2 separate regions of the Pan troglodytes genome follow, and region 2 is linked to region 1. The links are chromatin contacts, called in public HiChIP or PLAC-seq maps. All regions are on one chromosome and are shown on one strand. The core of a region is the stretch at or near the end of the contact, and the rest is flanking DNA. Distances in the headings are between cores, read along the strand shown.

Evidence for each region. HiChIP or PLAC-seq counts read pairs in DNA pulled down with a chosen protein or histone mark.
Region 2: an H3K4me3 HiChIP or PLAC-seq map of stem cell-derived excitatory neurons shows a contact between it and region 1, with 2.5 times the contacts expected there. The contact joins the promoter of LPCAT4 here to the promoter of KATNBL1 in region 1. A contact is called at or near these places in 1 of 7 Hi-C or Micro-C datasets (stem cell-derived neural progenitor cells) and 1 of 1 datasets of contacts at active chromatin or transcription factors (stem cell-derived excitatory neurons).

What each region holds. Positions count from the first base shown.
Region 1 is chr16:26,132,982-26,139,885 of NHGRI_mPanTro3-v2.0_pri, reverse strand. KATNBL1 (katanin regulatory subunit B1 like 1) reads left to right here and starts at 3,489. Exons shown (of 9, transcript XM_063794676.1): 1 at 3,489-3,684.
Region 2 is chr16:26,291,358-26,298,261 of NHGRI_mPanTro3-v2.0_pri, reverse strand. LPCAT4 (lysophosphatidylcholine acyltransferase 4) reads left to right here and starts at 3,131. Exons shown (of 14, transcript XM_510281.7): 1 at 3,131-3,379; 2 at 4,665-4,807; 3 at 5,138-5,358; 4 at 6,065-6,177; 5 at 6,298-6,358; 6 at 6,652-6,710. The coding sequence starts at 3,266. LOC134808508 (a long non-coding RNA gene) reads right to left here and starts at 4,283. Exons shown (of 3, transcript XR_010151592.1): 1 at 4,045-4,283.

The DNA of each region.
Region 1 (6,904 bases), core at 2,240-4,739:
CCCCGCAAAAAACACTACCAGGGGTTTGGTTTTGTTTTTTGAGTTTTTTTTTTTTTTTTTTTGCTTACTGCTTCTGCCATTACTTCCTTCCACAGCCTGCAAAGGAAGGTAGGAAAGGGAGGAGCAGAAAAAAGGGATTGACTTCTCACTTTGACTGCTAAAGTCAACTGCCTAGAATTTTCCAAAGGTGCTGAGGCTGAGCAGTGTGGAATGGGTGAGCTGTTGCTGTCTCTGAGGTCCCTTCAGGCATTGTTCTCTGTCAGAATCGGCATTGGTCTCAATGAGAATGACATACAATGCAGTAAATGATATGGCTCCTAGGACCCTGGACGGAACTACACTTTTATACCTAATGTCATTGCCATCAGTCTTTCCTCCCTACCCCTGGCCATCCAGCATCCTGGTAACAAATCAACTCTTCTTCTTCTTCTTTTCCTTGTTTTTTTTTTTTTGGTTTGTTTGTTTTTAAGAGACAGGGTCTTGCTCTCTTGCTGGACTACAGTGCCATAATCATAGCTTACTATAATCTTGAGCTCCTTGGCTCAAGCGATCCTCCCACCTCAGCCTCCCGAGTAGCTAGGACCACAGGTATGCACCACCATGCCTGACTATTTTTTAAATTTTTTGTAGAGTTGAGGTGTTGAAATGTTGCCCAGCCTGGTCTCAAACTCCTGGCCTTAAGCAATCCTTTCACCTTGGCCTCCCAAACAGATCAATCCTTCTAAAGAACTGACTTAGTCATTCCCCTGCTCAATTGTCTTTGCTGTCTCCTTGCACCTCAAACACTTTGCTTGATAATTCCAGGTCTTCGCAACCTATCAGGTGCCTTACGTACCTTTTCAGTCTTCACTCCTGTGACTCTTGCAAGCACTTTTCCCTCCACTCAAATCAGAATAGACTGCAGTACTAGAACTTACTTTGCATTTTCCCCTCTCTGTCAGGAACACCCTGTCTGTCCTCTCCAGTTTATCAGGCCCAGCTCCACCATCCCTCCCCTGCTTGCCATCAAGCAGTGTACACAGGACTGCATGGCAGCTCTTTTCTCATGTGGGTCACTCTACACTGTGTCCTTGAATGATTCTGCACCCCGTAGAGAGGGGGATGTGAGGCAGGAAGGCTAACTTAGCTGCCCGTTCTCTCGGAAGGAAGGAATGAAGGAATGGCCAGAGGAGTAGACGCCCTTGGAGACTGCCCACCACGAAGGCTATCAGTAAACCACCTTTTTGTACACAAGCACTGATGTAGAGATTTTTTTAATGTATGGGCTGTACCTTTTTTTAGTAAGAATTCAAATTTTATTGAGCCCCAAGTGGGAAAAATTCAACTTTATTGATAGGAAAAGTATCAATGAAGAAAGTTGCCTTGCATTTTCATCACTAAAATGACAGTATTTGTATATATTCCAAAAGTAGCAATGCAAAGGCAGTTTTCATTATTTTTATGTGAAATTATGAGATGTGGGGGCCTGGGCTGCCCATCACTGATACAAACTTTATAACTTGGCTCTAGAGATTAACCTGCCTGAGATCCTGTGCCTTAACAGGCTCCAGAAATGAGAATATCAAGGTTCTTCTCTGGCCTCCAGCAACTGGAGGCCTTGTATTAGCTGAGATTCTTCGGTGTTAACACAGCAGATTCCCTGAGTTCCAGGACTCCATTACTTGTCTTAACTCTTTAGCCTCCCTTGAGGATAACGATCATATAGTACACTCTTTTTACCCTATTCTTCTGATGAGAGGCCAGCACAGTGCCTTTTGCATAGTGGGTCATCAAGAAATTCCTGTTCATGATGATGAAGAAATGACTTGAGAGAAAGTGACTTCACCCATGTGTGTTGAATTTTTATTTTCTTTAAAACAACACATCTACGTAGTGGAAGTCATATTCAGGAAATATTCTTTATTGTACATACATGGAACCTAGGGCTCCAGCTTCCTTTACTCACCTAGCTGGACTCTCTCAACAGTACCACCTGTTAACAGATGTGGCCCCACACATAGGCATGTATGTGCCTTGCTTATGCTTGGTACAATCGAAAAGCTCTCAAAGGTGTTGCTTATGCCAAATATCCTAAAACTATTTTCCCACTGCCCTAAGGTCTTGCCCCAATTTTCAACATGACTTTTTTTTTTTTTTTTTTTGATTAAGTAAGGACTCTGTTACTAGGGAGGAAAAATACATAAAGTTATAACAACCTGATGACATCTTAGTTCTGATCAGTTTATCTGACAGGCCTCCCATTGCTCGGAACTCCCACGGCATTTAGGAGATACCTTTTATCACTGCAGTGTATTGGAATGATCTCTTTTCCTGTTTTTCAAGCCACTGAGAGCTGCTTCAGGCGATTTCCAGCACCAGGCACAATTTGCCTGGCACATGGCCGGCCTTCCAAAAAGATTGTTAAACCAAACTTAAGCAGCCTGCTCCCTAGGCAAGCCTTGAGTTCCGAGATGAGTGCCTGAAAAAGCAAGCCAAGGGATGTAGTTTTGTGGTGAGGAAGTATTTCCATCAAAGGCACTGCTTGGTTGGTTTCTGCAAGGGGTGAGAGAACCACCATAGACAAACTTGCTCCTGTCACAGCTTGGCTAACCTTGACCGGTGGCTTATCTATGAAGGTGAGCAGCCTGGTTCTAATGAAGAGAACTGCCCTCAGTAATTAAAAGTTCATCATCTACAGACCCAACCCTAACCTCATAATCTAATTTAGTGTTCCCCATCCCAACAAGACCGAACCAGCTTCCTGAGGACAGGTTCTGCATCATGTACATTTCTTGTGTTCTTAAGAGTCTAGCACAAAGTTTGGCACATAATAGGAACTAAAAAAATGATGACTAACAAACACGAAGGGCTTACCATATGCCGGGCACTCCTCTAAGCATTTTATATGTATTAATTCATTTAATCCTCACAACACTAAGAGACAGATACTATTGTTATTGTCCTCATTTTACAGAAGGGGAAAGCAAAGCACCTAGGAGTTTATGTGACTTGCTCAAGGTCACATAGTTCCACAATCCATGCTTTTAGAAACTATGCCTTAGAGCGTTTATTAGTATCATTTTTATTTTTATAGAGACGGGGGCGGAGGTGGGGGGTGGGGGGTAGTTGTCCCCATGTCGTCCAGGCTGGTCTTGAATTCCTGGGCTTAGGTGAACCTCCTGCTTCGGCCTCCCAAAGTGCTGGGATTACAGGTGTGAGCCACTGTGCCCAGACCCTTAGTGTATTTAAATAGGTGTGAATGAATAAATCTCTCCCGGAACCATAACTTTATAGGAAATTGTTTGCACCTCCTGGTACACCACTAAGGCACGGTCTCCCACACTAGGTTGTTCCTAGCGCACGGTCGGTCATTCGTTGAACTTTACCCACCCTCAGTTCCTATCGCAGTATCACTTCTCGCGCCATAGCAAGGCTACCGTGCGAAGCTCTGGCCACCAGGGGGCACTGTGGCCACAGGTCCTTTTCCCCTCCGGCGCTTAGCGACCCCCAGAGGGGCGGAGCCAACGTTGGGCGGAGCCCGCGAGTCGCCCACAGCGCCAGCTATCCCGGCGGGCCGCGCGCGCGGCCGCGTTTGAATGGCCCTGAGTGGGACTCGGCCCAGAAGCCGAGGGACTCTCTAGGCTGCCGGGCGCTGGTCGTCAGCGCCGAGGCTGGGCTGAGGCGCCGCGGTACCATGAGGCGCCGGTAAGTGACTGCCGAGCAGGTGCGAGCCCCGCGTCCGCAGCTGCCCTGCCCTGGCAGGGCTACTCCAGCTGGGCTTGGCCGCGCCCTGGGCCCACCTGCAGGCCCCGCGGCGGCCTCGGCTCGGCCGGACTCGCGGCAGCGCTGCCGGGTCCCGGGGCGGGGCGGCAAGGCCGGGGCGGAGCCCCTCTGCCGGCCCTTGCGGGGAGGGTCGGGCGGCGGGCGCTGGGGGGCTCCAGGGGACTGGGCCGGGAGAGGCGTGGACCGAACCTGTTGTCACTTATTTATCTTCGGGTGGAGTCGACAGCTGCACCTGGGGAAGGGGAAGGACAGAACGAGTGTGGGGCGAGCTGTTTTGAGGACAGGTTTTCCGCAGAGCGCCTAGGCCCGGCCCAGGCATTTCCTTATTTTCCGACGGGTCCTCGGATTCCTGACGGATGAGCTTTTGTTTCGCAGGACAAAAACTTGACATAACTGCATAAGAATTGTCGATTGCAACTTTAAAAACCTTACTGTGTTTTCTGAAAAGTTGTTCTGTAAAGTATCTAGGCTTTTACTACGCTCTTAAATTGCTTAAGTATGGAGATAACAAAGAGTTGGTTTGTTTTCTTGTGGCTTATAAAGTTCCTTGAAAACAGAGGTACCTATGTCAGTTTCTTTGCTGATTTAAAAAAAAATTGTAAGAGAAATTAGATGTGTAATAATCATCAGTTCAGCACTTGCGAGAATTATGAGAAACTAGTCCACCTAATAGCTTAAATCTGCTGGTTTTTTGGAGTTTCTTTGGATAGCCAGCTTCAGACTTGAATTGAAACGTCATCCATTGAGGCTTTTACTTGGCTAATAACTAATATTAGCCAATAATAATATTAGCCAGTGTGATCATAATGATGGGCAATATTTATTTTGTGCTTTCTATGCGCTGGGCGTATTAAGAGCTTTACTTTGGGATATATACTGTTGTCCCCATTTTGACAGTGAAGAAACTAAGGCACAGGAAATTTTAGTATTGTAACTTTTGTACCGTACAGGGTTACACAGCTAATATAATTAACACCCGAGCAGGCTGGCTCCACGCTTTTAACTCTGCTGCTCTACTACCTCCTTTATCTGTGGCTCTTTTTAGTTTACAAAGCCCTTTGATTTCATTTACTTCAACTTCGGAGACCTGAGTGTGCTTTTGTGTACACATACATTCATTCACACACCATTCATTCAAGTTTTCTGCTCTTGATGATTATACTTAAGGTTTGTGCCTGAGCAAAAAATCCATTGACTATTTTAAGATAAATGGAGTTCATAAGCTTTATGTGTGTTATAATTTATGTTTTGAATTCCTTTATATCCTTTCCTGAAAGTTTTGAAAGTGTTAGTCTTAGCAACTTATGTATTACTTTAAAATAAAAAATTACATGTTAAATGTTTTCATCCCTAAAACTTATTGAGTGGTTATTCTGTACTTGAAATGGTTATACTTAAACTAATACCTCCTTGACAAGGAATAAATTTCAAAAGCAAAATCACTTAGTAAGAAATCAGCAGTTTATACTTATCTATAGCAGAGCTTTTAAATGTCATTCATCAGTTACAAAGCTTTCGATTGCCTGTATGCCCAACAGGGTGGTAGACCCAATTGGCTATACGAAAGAAATGTGCCTCAAGAATGACACTATGGACTTTGGGGACTTGGTAGAAAGAGAGTGGGAGGGGGATGAAGGATAGAAGACTACACATTGGATACAGTGTTCACTGCTCAGGTAATGGGTGCACCAGAATCTCGGAAATCACCCCTGAAGAACTGATTCATGTCACCAAACACCACTTGTTCCCCAAAAACCTATTGAAATAAAAAATAATAAAAATAAAATAAAAAATGTGCCAGGACAGCCAGCCTTAGGGAGATTAATCTAGTTTGGGTTATGAGATTAACAACAAAAAATATATATGAAACTCTTCATTAGTACAGTGGATGAATGCAGAACTGAACTGGGTAAAGCTTCTGCAAAAAACTAACAATTGCAGGATTTATGTAGGGCACTGAATAGAAGGGTGGATGGTGGGGCTAGGCAGGGTTGGTAATCCCAACACTTTGGGAGGCCAAGACAGGAGGATCTCTGGAAGCCAGGAGTTCGAGAGCAGCCTAGGCAACATAGCGAGACCATATCTCTACAAAAAATTTAAAATATTTTGCCAGGCATGGTGGCATGTGTCTGTAGTCCCAGCTACTTGGGAGGCTGGGGTGGGAAGATCGCTTAAGCCCAAGAGGTCAAGGCTACAGTGAGCCGAGATTGTGCCACTGCACTTCAGTGCAGCCACAGACCGGTGTGGCTCACACCTGTAATCCCAGCACTTTGGGAGGCCAATGGTAGGAGGAAAGCTTGAGCCCAGAAGTTTGAGACCAGCCTGGGCAACATACCAAGACTCCATCTCTACAAAACATTTTAAAATTAGGGCCAGTGGGTCATGCCTGTAATCCTAGCACTTTGGGAGACTGAGGCAGGTGGATCACAAGGTCAGGAGATCGAGACCATCCTGGCTAACACGATGAAACCCTGTCTCTACTTAAAATACAAAAAATTAGCTGGGCGTGGTGGCACACGCCTGTAGTTCCAGCTACTTGGGAGGCTGAGGCAGGAGAATCGGTTGAACCCAAGAGGCAGAGGTTGCAGTGAGCTGAGATCGCACCACTGCCTTCCAGCCTGGGTGACAGAGTGAGACTCCATCTCAAAAATAAAATAAAATAAAATTAGGCAGGTGTAGTGGCATGCGCCTGTAGTCACAGCTGCTTGGGAGGCTGAGGTAGAGGATTCCTTGAGTCCAGAAGTTGGAGGCTGCAGTGAGCCATGATCATATCACTGCACTCCAGCCTGGGTGACAAAGCAAGACCCTGTCTCAGGGAAAAAAAAAAAAAAAGTATTGTCTAGTAACAAGATGCATCATAACATTACACTAGTCAGTATTATGTTGATGTTTTATCAATCATTATATTTGTTGATCTATGTTAGTTAATTTGGTGCTTTCTGGAAAATGTATTTAGGAATATAATGTTTTTTAATTAAACACCTTAAACCTAATACAAATGGTACTTTTACTGGGAGCATACACTTTTTAAATTGGAAAGGTGTAATTTGACTTTTCTTTTCTTTTTTTTTTTGAGACGGAGTCTTGCTCGTCTCCCAGGCTGGAGTACGGTGGCAAGATCTTGACTCACCACAACCTCCGC
Region 2 (6,904 bases), core at 1,882-4,381, 160 kb before region 1:
AGGCCATCATAATAGTTTGGTGAGGGGCTAGAAAAAGGGGAAATGTGGATGCTTTCATGACTCATTCATAGAAATGAACTTTTTAGTTCATCCTGGATGACTGACACCGGCAAATATTTGATTATCAAAACTCTACCCCTGTAGTTGGGTTTTCATAGTATTTATTGCTCTTGAAGAGCACCAAAAATTTTCATTCCGAATTTGATGTATTTTGAGATGACTGTTCAGAAAGCCTGCAAAGCTGTCTTTTGTGGGGGAGATCTGCATCTGCAGAGAATCTGCATCGATGCAGAAAGGCTTTCTCTGGTGCTCTCCCTTGTCCAGATTTAGGAAAGATTAACTGAGAGTCTGACATCTTAAAAGGTCTAACAGAAACCTTTACCATCTATTCCTTCTAAAGGCTACTCTCTGTGAGATTTCATTTGTTCACCAAGACCGTCTTTGCTGGCCAGGCCTCTTCTTCTCCCCCTCCCATAACCTGTCTTGCCACCGTAACCTGTTTTGCCCAGATGCAAGCTCTCATTCTTTCTGTAACCTCAAGGTGGTATAAAAGCAACCATTGGGCATTTCTTTGAGTTTTTATATTTTGTATGACTCCCACACACATGCGTGCATCAAATAAAATTTGTAGGAGACCGGACCCAGTGGCTCACACCTGTAATCCCAGCACTTTGGGAGGCCGAGGCGGGCGGATCACCTGAGGTCAGGAGTTCAAGACCAGCCTGCCTAACATGGCGAAACTCCGTCTCTACTAGAAATACAAAAAAAAAAAAAAAAAATTAGCCAGGCATGGCGACGTGCACCTGCAGTCCCAGCTACTCAGGAGGCTGAGGCAGGAGAATGGCGTGACCCGGGAAGTGGAGGTTGCAGTGAGCTGAGATGGTGCCACTGCACTCCAGCCTGAGCGACAGAGCGAGACTCCGTCTCAAAAAAAAAAAAAAAAAAAAATGCGTAGGCCTCTTTTCCCTTTAATCTATGTAATCAGTTTGTTTTATAGACTCAAATTATCAAACATTCAAGGGAAAAATTTAAACTTCCCTACACTCTCATCTTTCCCTGTTTCCCACCTTATGAACATTATCTTAGTCCTTAAACCTCCTTCTAGGCTGGGCGTGGTGGCTCACGCCTGTAATCCCAGCACTTTGGCAGAGGCAAGTGGATCACCTGAGGTCATGAGTTCGAAACCAGCCTGGCCAACATGGTGAAACCCCATCTCTACTAAAAATACAAAAAAAAAAAACAAAAAAAAAAATTAGCCAGGCATGGTGGCAGGCACCTGTAATCCCAGCTGCTCAGGTGGCTGAGGCAGGAGAATCGCTTGACCCGGGAGGCGGAGGATACAGTGAACCGAGATTGTGCCATTGCACTCCAGCCTGGGCAACAAAAGTGAAACTCCATCTCAAAAAGAAAAAAAAAAAAAAACCGCCAGGTGCGGCGGCTCACGCCTGTAATCCCAGCACTTTGGGAGGCTGAGGCGAGTGGATCATGAGGTCAGGAGTTCGAGACCAGTCTAACCAATATGATGAAACCCCGTCTCTACTAAAAATACAAAAATTAGCCGGGTGTGGTGGTGCCCGCCTATAATCCTAGCTACTCAGGAGGCTGAGGCAGGAGAATTGCTTGGAGCCGGGAGACGGAGGTTGCAGCGAGCTGAGATCACGCCATCGCACTCCAGCCTGGGCAACAGAGCAAGAGCGCGACTCCGTCCCAAAACAACAACAACAAAAGACAAACACACACACACACACACATACACACAACTCCTCCCCAAAGGCAAGGCAAGGGAGACTAATACATGCAGTTGTACTTTCTCGGTTCTGGTGAGAAAGCTGAAATCATCTGCTTAAAAAAAAAAGGTTTGGGTTGTACATGGCGGCTTACTACCTGTAGTCCCAACAGTTTGGAAGGCCGAGGTGGGAGGCTCACTTGAGGCTAGGAGTTCGAGACCAGCCTGGGCAATATAGCGAGACCCTATCTATACAAAAATAAAATGTGGAAATGATGTATTTGTGTTGGGACCTCTGTGTTATATACAAAAACATCCCAGTGCAGCTCCTTGGTCTCAGTAGGATGCATGAGCCTTCAACCCTCTCAGCCTGGGCTCAGAAAATTTCCTGGAGCAGATTAATTTGGAGTTTGGTTTAAAGGAGAAGCCAGTGGCGGCAAACACTCTTGGTTATGAGAGGTCTCTTTTTCTTTCACTTTCTTCCTTCAGCTCCTCTAACTGCCATGCAATGGGCAGAAGACATAAAGTGAACTTATGGCGTATTCTTTCCTCAAGCAATGAGACTCTTACCCCTTTTGTCATGGCAATGGATCTCAGAGTCCACTTAATTCCCTGGTCCCTGATCTCAAACGATGGCCTGAGGCTAAACAATTTGTTTTCTAGGGTAGCTTGGAGCTTGTGGGTGAGGGGAATTACTACTGTGTCCTCTGCGTTCACCCAGAGAGTGACAGAGATCAGGAACCACTGCCTCTCCCCTGCCAGACCTTGTCGGGCTCATGGGAAGCACATGCGTCAGTGTACTAGGGATTCCTGGCGCCTCAAGGGTTCAAGCAACCCTCACACCAGTAAAGGCGGCCCTGCCCAGCACAGGCAGGACGCGGAGGTGGAGAGTTGCGGGGCGCCATGCAGCCGCCAGAGGACGCAAGTGCCTCAAGTCCCCGCGCGATGGCGCCCCACGGACCGGGAAGGAAAGGTGGTCCGCCTGCGAGGAGGCGCGGACCGGGCCAAGGAGCCCATAGGAAGAGCGGGGCGCCGCCTCACCCGCGAGCTGCCGGCCTCTGCATCCGGCCCACCTGTCCCTCCCTGCCTACCAACCCAAAAGCCTCACCCCGATCTGCGCTTGCTGGGCGACCTCGACGCCCGGGCGGGGACGGAGGGCGCTCTGAGCTCTGCGCTCAGCTCCCAGACCCACTCCCACTCCGAGGCGGAGGCCAGGTCTTCAGAGAGGAACGACGGAGGCGCAGAAGCCCAGGGGCAGCCCGCTCCAGCCCTGGCAGCCGCGGAACAATGGCCCGAGCGGCTGCGGGCGCCGCGGCGGGCGCGGAGGAGCAGGGGCGCCAGGGCGCTGGAAGCCCCGCCCCTCGGCCGGCGCCCTGACAACGCGGGCGGGCTGGGCTGCGCCGCCTGCTCCCCGCCCCTCGGTCGCCTGCACCGGGCGGGGCCCGGGCCAGAGCGCCGCCGCCGCCGCTGCTGCAGCAGCAGCTGCTCTGCAGAGTGGTGGCCGGGGCCGGGGTGCCCTCCCTCCCACCTTCTCCCGCCATGAGCCAGGGAAGTCCGGGGGACTGGGCCCCCCTCGATCCCACCCCCGGACCCCCAGCATCCCCCAACCCCTTCGTGCATGAGTTACATCTCTCTCGCCTCCAGAGGGTTAAGGTAATGTGTGGGGAGCGGGCGTCGGAAGGACCCGTGAGGATAGGAAAATGGGGCCATTTGAGTCCTGGCAAAGGTGGGCTTGGGGATCCGTGAGAAGGAGATGGCTGAGAGGCTTGCGGAGCGGGAGTCCGGGGGTGCGCACGTGGGGGCGGCCGCGGTTGGGCAAGGAGTCCTGGAGAGGACGCTGCGGGCTTGGGCGATAGACAAGCTCGAAGATGTGGAAAAACTGAGTAGGTGGGGATGGAGGGCTGCAGGGGACCCTGGGGTTGGAGAGATGAAGGACGCTGGGGAATGCGGATTACATTCTGCAGAGCCTGATGGCTAGGATGGAGTTAGAGTCTACTGGAAGCCGGGGGTGGGGGTGGGGGCGGGGGCGTGCCGAGTATTCCTCCGAGGCATGACTTAGAGGGAAGACGTTTCTGGGCCGGGAGCCTGCGACCCTGTGCCCTTCCTACACTCCCTCTTCCCACTCCCTCCAACCCCCCTCCACCCCGCACTGCAGCACCTCCCGGTGGGGGCAGGGAGGCTGAGAGGGAGGTTGGCTACAGGAAGTGGAGGGCCGCGCCAGCCTAGGGGAGCTGGGAGGTGGTGTGGGGAGGGAGTGTCCAAGGTTTCTGCTGTCATCACCTCCCCGGAGGCAGGCTCCAGGGGCTAGGTTTGCTTACCTGCTTCTTCCCCAAGGCAGCCTATGGAGTCATCCTGGCTCCTGGCAGCCTCTCTCCCTTGCAGAGTGGGGCCGAGCTCTTGTCTCCCATATCCCCCGGTACTATAAGATTGCTGTTGAGCAGTGTCAGAAAATGACCTCGGGTCTGAAAACTGGACCTCTGGCTGTTTACAACCCTCTGCCTCCTAGGCCCAAAGTGGAAAGATCTGTGCACCTGGTTTCTGTTGGGCATAGGAGCTATTTATGGAATAAGATGTGGGGGAGGAGGACCTATCTCTAACCTACTGTACATCAAGCACAGCGCCCTGCACTTTCGCATGCATTCTTATTAAATCCTCTAAGTGCTAGATGCTTTTTATGGCTTTCGGTTTTATAAATGGGGTAGGGACCAACTGAAAGACAGGAAAATAAGGCCCTTGATGCCATTAATCTTTTATCCTCTTGCCCTCATTGGTATCTTCATCCCACCTTGGGTCCCAGTCCCCTCTCCTGTTCCCACACCACCTGTCACATGCAAGGGATGATGGCTGTCTGCTCCTGGGTCTATGCTTTGTGGAAGAGGGATGCTGTGGAGGGAGCATATCCAAGCTCTAAAGTGGCATTCTCTCCCACCCTTTGCAGTTCTGCCTCCTGGGGGCATTGCTGGCCCCCATCCGAGTGCTTCTGGCCTTTATCGTCCTCTTTCTCCTCTGGCCCTTTGCCTGGCTTCAAGTGGCCGGTCTGAGTGAGGAGCAGCTTCAGGAGCCAATTACGGGATGGAGGAAGTAAGTGAGGGATCAGCCCCCAGAGACCCTACTTCTCTTCCCTGCTGTCTATTCGGCTCCCTCTTTGAGAAGAAGAAAAGAGAGCATTCTGAAACTATTCTGTCTAGCTTGGGTAGATGAGATGAGTCAGCCAAGCTCAGACGTGGTTCCCAGACCTCACCTCTAAGTAATGTGCCCTGATAGGTCCCAAAGTGGCCAGAGACCTTGACCCCTTGGTCACATCCTATTTAAGGGTAAAAGAGGGGTGCCCTACTTTCCCGGTGTCTGAACCTGGGGGCGGGTGAGGGTTAGAACCACTGCTTCCGCTGATACCCAGCCTTGCCCTGGCAGGACTGTGTGCCACAACGGGGTGCTAGGCCTGAGCCGCCTGCTGTTTTTCCTGCTGGGCTTCCTCCGGATTCGCGTTCGTGGCCAGCGAGCCTCTCGCCTTCAAGCCCCTGTCCTTGTTGCTGCCCCACACTCCACTTTCTTTGACCCCATTGTTCTGCTGCCCTGTGACCTGCCCAAAGTTGTGTCCCGAGCTGAGAACCTTTCCGTTCCTGTCATTGGAGGTGAGAGAGTTCAAAGGGGGTGAAGGGCAGGGTGACAACTCTGGGCAAAAAAAGTCAGGAATGGAGACACTGGAGTGAAGAACTGGCCTCAAAGTGGGGAGGGGCTGTTGGCAAGTGAAATATAAATTAACACCATTAGTCAGTCTTAGATTCTGAGGGCTGGGACAGAGAGAAGGTGTTGGAGGGAGTTCTGGTCAGTTCTCTAAAAGGACAACTACTATAAAGGGATTGTCCCAGGGCAAAGAGATAACAGGCCAGGCACGGTGGCTCACGCCTATAATCCCAGCACGTTGGGAGGCCAAGGCAGGCGGATCACCTGAGGTTGGGAGTTCGAGACCAGCCTGACCAACATGGAGAAACCCTGTCTCTACTAAAAATACAAAAAAAGTAGCCGGGCGTAAAAAAAAAAAAAAAAAAAAAAATTAGCCGGGCGTGGTGGCCCATGCTTGTAATCCCAGCTACTCGGGAGGCTGAGGCAGGAGAATCACTTGAACCCAGGAGGTGGAGTTTGCGGTGAGCTGAGATCGAGCCATTGCACTCCAGCCTGGGCAACAAAAGCGAAACTCTGTCTCAAACAACAACAACAGAAAAAAAAAAAAAAGAGATAACAGAAACTTCTCATGCTGTTGAGGAAGTGGAGGCTGCAGATGTTACTGCCCCTGGGTAGGAATGAAGTGATTCCTCTTTGTATCCTTCCCAACCCCAGCCCTTCTTCGATTCAACCAAGCCATCCTGGTATCCCGGCATGACCCGGCTTCTCGACGCAGAGTGGTGGAGGAGGTCCGAAGGCGGGCCACCTCAGGAGGCAAGTGGCCGCAGGTGGGTAAGGGTCTCAAGACCATCTTCTCACTTTCCATGTGCTCCTGAAGAGGCTTCCCTTTCCTCTCTCCACAGCCTTCTTCAGCCTTCTTCACCTCATTCTGCTCTTTTTTACCCCAGGTGCTATTCTTTCCTGAGGGCACCTGTTCCAACAAGAAGGCTTTGCTTAAATTCAAACCAGGTGAATAAAATGATAGTGGGTGGTGGGCTGTAGGAAAAAGAAGTTCCAGATTTGGGGAGGGACTCTGAAATAACCCAAGAAGTAGAAGAGGGGGAAGGATGGGAGAGGAAAGGAGACCAGGAACCTCCTAGCTAATGCTGACAAGTCGAGGAGTCAGAGAGAAAATTATCAATGAGTGGAACAAAACCATATCTCATTTGAGAACTGTCCCAGACTGCCATACCTCATGCCCTCTAGCTACTTCTGTGTACTAACCTCTGCCTTGTGGGGGTGGGGGTGGAAATGGGATTTAGGAGCCTTCATCGCAGGGGTGCCTGTGCAGCCTGTCCTCATCCGCTACCCCAACAGTCTGGTGAGTCTTAGTCCAAGAAAGAGTGGAAAGGGGGAGCACAAATCCACCCCAAATGGAAATAAGTGAAAACTGTTGGTGCTTTAATGGGATGTGCATTGGGGGGTGTGACCAGAGGTGGGATCAGGCCCTCTGTTCAAAGGTGATTGGCCAGTTCCAGGGGGAAAAAGTAATGCTCTTATGCCCTCACCTGTGTT